Linked DNA regions of Ovis aries: region 1 is linked to region 2. The links are chromatin contacts, called in public Hi-C maps. All regions are on one chromosome and are shown on one strand. The core of a region is the stretch at or near the end of the contact, and the rest is flanking DNA. Distances in the headings are between cores, read along the strand shown.

Region 1 (2,700 bases), core at 47-2,546, 530 kb before region 2:
ATTCTTTACTGCGGAGCCTCCAGGGAGCCCATATTGTCCTTAGTTTTGTTAAAGTACAGTTTTCAACAAAGTGAAATGACTGTCACACAGATATAAAATGAACTTGGTAAGTATTTTTTAAAAACCTAATTTTTAAAAAACCGATGTTACAGTCAGTTGAAAGGAGAAGTCAGAGACAAATTTGGAGGAAGGCAATTTATAAATGGACACAAGACCAACTTCTTCCACCAGAGGGAAGTCAGCTACAAACCTCTAGCCAACAGAATTTACTTACATTTGTCTATAGGTAAGAGTTATTTGTATTGTCAGGCATCTACATCTTAGAGAGCTGTGAAATAGCTCTAAGACAGTGAGAGATGCAGAGCCTCTCCCTAGAATCTGAATCAGAACCCAGGTTGGGGATGGGCGGGAGGGGACGTAGATATAATTATAGCCTGATTGGCGTTGTACAGCAACATTTGTAAAAGTCAAAACAAAAAAAATTTTTTTTAAGTTAAAAAAAGAAAACAGTGGTAAGAGGAGCTCCTCTGGCTGAAGCATGGGAGCTCTGCCAGTGTCCTTCCTCTACTTGGCTGACTCACTGCTGTTGAGACGTGTCTGAGCTCCTAGGTCATTCTGGTCCTCCTGGTTTCCACCATGGGACACCTTGGCCTGAGCTCCATGTCTAACTGAGAATCTGGGTCTCCCTGCCAGTGGTCTTTATACTAAAGGTTCTCAGACCTTTTATGGGTTCCCAGGACGCTGTGAAGTAGTCTCTGACTGACATAGGGGAGATAGAGCAACAGTCAGGGTGCTTTACCCGGTCTGTGAACAGAGCAGCTCCACTTCTGCCTTTGTGTGTGATGAGGTTGATTTTAATATGCCCCGAAGGAGAAGCATCCCATTGCCAAAAGATTCTGAAAAGATAAAGGAAGAAAGACTCCCACCTGAGGGGGCGGAAACCCAGGTCGTCGTGTTTAACAATTGAAGCACAAGTTTTGCCTCTATCTGAGGGCAAAATTCATAGAGGTATATCCTATCTCCGTGAATATATGAATTCATATTCTGTGTATTGCCTATGTCATTAAGATTTTCAGTTTTATTGGTATGTAATTGCAGTTTTTCTCTCTTAAGTAGGAAAACTCCCTGCTACTCTGAATCATTTTAAATGATACATTTGGTTTCTAAATTAAACTTGTCAGATGTTTGATTATTTTATTGATAGTTTCAGGGGTTTTAACTTTCTTTTTACTTGAGATTGCCGCTTTTCCTCATTAGACGCTGGAGAAAGCAAACAGCCGGATTCAGTTGTGAGGAAGGTGGGTGAAGCTCGTTTTCTCTTTTTCAACTGCAGGGGTCAGCAAACTGTGCTCAGCTGCCCATGTGTGAATAAGCCGTGAACTAAAAACGATTTTCACATTTCTAAATGCTTTAAAACAGGGATCCCCACCCTCCAGAATCTAATGCCTGATGTTTTGAGGTGGAGCTGATGTAATGATCATAGAAATAGAGTGCACAATAAATGTAATGAGGTGGAATCATCCTGAAACCATACCCCGCTCCCCCCCTCCCCCGCCAACCCTGGTGCGTGGAAGAATTCCACGAAACCGGTCCCTGGCGCCGGAAAGGTTAGAGACCACTGCTTTAAAAGCCAGCAACAGCAAGAGGAGAATCCTGTGGGCTGAGGAAATTCTGTTAAATTGAAGTCAGTGTCTACATACAGAATTTCATTGGGACGCAGCCACATTCTTTTGTTTACAAACTGTAGAGGGCTGTGTTCCTGCTTCAATGGCTGGATTACACAGTTGCCACAGAGACAGTAAGGAGGCACTGTGATCACTTCACACTACAGATTGCAGTTACACATTTATAACGCCATAGTGTTTTGAGGGCCTTACTGATTACCATATCACATAGTGTTTTGAGGGCCTTACTGATTACCATATCGTCACATTTTATTTTTTACAAATCGTTAGTGCACACTTTCATTGAAAAAGAAGAGTGGGCCTTCAGTGTTGTTAAGGTATGAGTGGCTCATTCAGTAGGTGGGCAGGGGAAGCTTTTATCAGTGCTGAGTTTGTTTTCTCTGCACATGTTTCTTCCAGATAAATTAGCCTGTTTAAAACTGTTAGTCTTGGGTGAGAGTGGTTGTTTAAAGAGCTGAAAACATGGGGAGCAATATGAATAGTCAGTTTTTTTAAAAGTAGATAATTCTAAATGGTTTTTCTTGACTCTTGATAAGTCAAAGAATGTTACCAATACATTATGCAAGAGTCGGTGCCAACTTTGAAGAGTCTGAAGAATTAGTCTGTAGAGTAATCTGCATGGAACAGCTACTGGTGAGAATATTTTTAAAGATAAATCACTGATTCAGTAGGACCTGAAGTGGGAATTGGCTGAGCTAATGTTATAGCTGATGTTGGTAGAAATCTGTGCAAAGCAGAAGGGATCTTATTTGGACAGAATTCCAAGCTTGCAGAAATGCAGAGTGTTTCAAACCTGTGCTGTTCATTGCATTATTCATTAGTATGTATTCTACAGAAAATAAATCTCTCAGTTACTGAACCAGTAACTGTTCACAATGAATTTTACTCTCGTAGACTTAACCATCATCATTTCCATGAATTTTGGTGTTACTTAACTGTGGTAAAGTTTTTTTAAACATGTAATATTTATTATTTTAACCATTCCTAAGTGTACAGTTTGGAGGCATTAAATATG
Region 2 (2,700 bases), core at 147-2,646:
GCCCCTGCCGACCTCTGTGGGTGCCCTGCACTTAGGAATGGCAGGATGTCCCTATCATTTGTCCCACCCCCGCCCGGGGGCCAATTCCTCTGTGTGTTCCCCTTCAGCACAGGAGGCTGCTGGTGCAAACGCTGCAGAAGTGATGCTATTAATCAGGAAGACACGACGACATGGCTGAGATTGTGCCTACCCAGGGAAGGTGCTGTATGGGACCCATCTGGATGTAAATCATGGGCTCACATCTCTGTCACTCCATTACCGTGATTTCCGGTTGGGCTGTCAGGAATATTGCCGGTGCAGATGCAAATGCTGTCCCTGCCGTATTTCTTGCTTCCCTGTTGAAGTTGTGAATAAAACCCTGCTCTTTACGTAGACTGTCTGGTCCTCTCCTTCTACCTGTGCTGGAGGGGATGGGAGGGAAAGGAGGCTGGAAGACCCAGTGTTCACTGAGATGGGGCTGGCCCCAAAGAGCCCAGAACACTCCGCGGCACCAGCCTGGAATTGATTCTGGGCTTCTGCTCATCCACTCATTCGCAAGCAGGTACTCACTCAGTGCCTGCGGGGATGCCAGGTCCTCTGCCAGCCGCTTTTCTACTCTCGCCGCTGCCACCTACTGGCAGAGGCAAGTCTCTCCTGTTTCCCACCTGTAAAAGGGAACCGCGTACACTACACGGGAGGGCTTTGCTTACCTGATTTCATCTACTCGCCATGGTTTGAGGGGAGTGCCCGGCGCTAACAAAGGAGAGAGCTGAGCTGGGATCCAGACCCCAGTGTCCCCTTACTCTCTTCTCTGGCCTTGTGGGACTGACTGTTAGCAAATAAACCTACAGGACACTCTGTTATAGTCGAATTTCAGATAATGAATAATATTTTCGTATAAAAAGATATCCTAAATATTGCGTGGACATAACTTTTTTTTTTTTTTTTTGGCTGCGCTATGGCACGCGGGATCTTAGATCCCAGACCAGGGATCAAACCCTTGCCCCTGCATTGGAAGCACGAAGTCAACCACTGCACTGCCAAGAAGTCCTTGCATGGACATACTTAAGTGAAAAAACTACTCGCTGTTTTACATACTATTCGAATTTAACAGGGAGGATTTTATCTGGCCTTTTCCTCTGATCTGCAAATACACGTTCATAAAACCAGCGTGTATTTGATCCCTTAGGCCCCGTCTGGAATTGACATCCTGGGAATCCCTGACTTGACGTCATTTTTCCAGGAGAGTTTATCCGGAGAACCTCAGACCGAGCCTGGCAAAGGAACAGCAGGTCTGCGCCTGCGCTAGGGCATCTCTGGGCCCCGCCCCCATGTCAAAGCAGGCCGCGCCCACTCCTCGCGAGAAGGCCGTTCCTGCCCAGGAAGAGTCAGAGGCGGAAATAGAATACCGGAAGCGACTGTTGCCATGGAGCCCGCGGAAGACTGGCTGGTGGAGTCCTTGCGCTTGTAAATCGTGTGGGCTTGGGACGTGGAATCTGGGCCAGGGAACTGGCCTGGGGGCCGACGGGCGCGGGGTGGAGCATGCGGGGAATCCTGGTGTGGGGCGGGACCTATACGGAGGGAAATGGCACCTTTCTGTGTGTGCAAGTTGTGTGAAGTACTGGTAGGAGCCGTGCTTGTGGGGGATAATAATAGCATAGTTTTTGTTTTATAGTGTTAGTTGCTCAGTTGTGTCCAACTCTGTACGACCCCATGCACTGTAGCCGGCCAGCCTCCTCTGTCCATGGGCTTAGCCAGGCAAGAATACTGGAGTGGGTTGCCATTTCCTTCTCCAGGGCATCTTCCCAACCCAGGGATCCAACCCAGGTCTCCTGCATTGTAGTCAGATTCTTTACCACCTGAGCCACCCGGGAAGCAAGTGACCATTTATTTTGCACCAGCCTCTGAGTTAAACCTTAAACAAAGATTGTCTCGATTCCGCACACCAACCTTGTGAAGTCAAGGTACTCTGGGAGTTCCATTTTACACATGAGAACGAGGCTCAGGGAAATTGTGACTGGCCTGGTTCCAGTCACACAGAGGGTAAAATATGTAACAAGATTTGATCCCAGTTCTGCTTGATTCCAAAACTTGGGCCCCCAACCACCGGACCATGCTGACGTCTCATCTTGAGCAGTCGTGAAAGGGCCATGCATCGGTGTGTGACATCGTGTCTCTGTCACCCAGGTACCAAGATTTCCATGCATTCGACCTCTCGGGAGCCACTCGAGTGCTCGAATGGATTGGTGACAAAGGTGAGATGCCCTTCGTGACCCTGAAGGAGATGGAATCCCACTCCTGAAGCTGGAACTCAAGGACCTCAGCCTAGAGGGACCCAACCATTTCTGAGAGCTTGAGGACCTCTTGGTCACTTACAGCAATTTCTTGTTCTGTCAGCATTATATTTCTATCTAGCTCTCTTCCAATCCCCCAGTGGCATACCAGTGGCAAAGGGGTTTATTTTTTCTTTGGGAGATATGGCAGAGTGTCTAGACCCAGCCACAGTTCACAATCTTTCTCGCAGTTTGTCCCAGCATATTCTGCTTCTTTTTCCAGGAATCTTGGTTGCTGGCTATGAAAGCCTGAAAAAAAATGAGATTCTTCATCTCATACTGCCTCTCAGACTTTCTGTGAAAGAAAACCAGGTAACTTGAAATATATGTGCTGAATGTATGTGTCTGCTTCTACTCGTTTATTAAACCTTTATGGAGCTCCTCTTGT

The links. A called contact is a pair of places that touch in the nucleus more often than the background predicts.
Region 1: a contact with region 2 is called in a Hi-C map of hypothalamus, with 4 times the contacts expected there. The contact joins the enhancer-like site here to the promoter of WDR73 in region 2. A contact is called at or near these places in 2 of 16 Hi-C or Micro-C datasets (hypothalamus and tail adipose tissue).

Annotation. Positions count from the first base shown.
Region 1 is chr18:22,151,992-22,154,691 of ARS-UI_Ramb_v3.0, reverse strand. No RefSeq gene overlaps it. Among named protein-coding and RNA genes, the nearest start is that of RPS17, 8.8 kb to the left of the region's middle. Within about 2 kb of position 1,296, at least 10 of the 54 cell types and tissues checked have an H3K27ac peak or open chromatin away from gene starts, as enhancers often do. A contact at or near this core is called in hypothalamus and tail adipose tissue, where this site is marked.
Region 2 is chr18:21,626,390-21,629,089 of ARS-UI_Ramb_v3.0, reverse strand. It overlaps WDR73 (WD repeat domain 73), which reads left to right and starts at 1,396. Exons shown (of 8, transcript XM_004017765.5): 1 at 1,396-1,446; 2 at 2,167-2,234; 3 at 2,536-2,624. The coding sequence starts at 1,406. NMB (neuromedin B) reads left to right here. Exons shown (of 4, transcript XR_006056817.2): 4 at 108-372.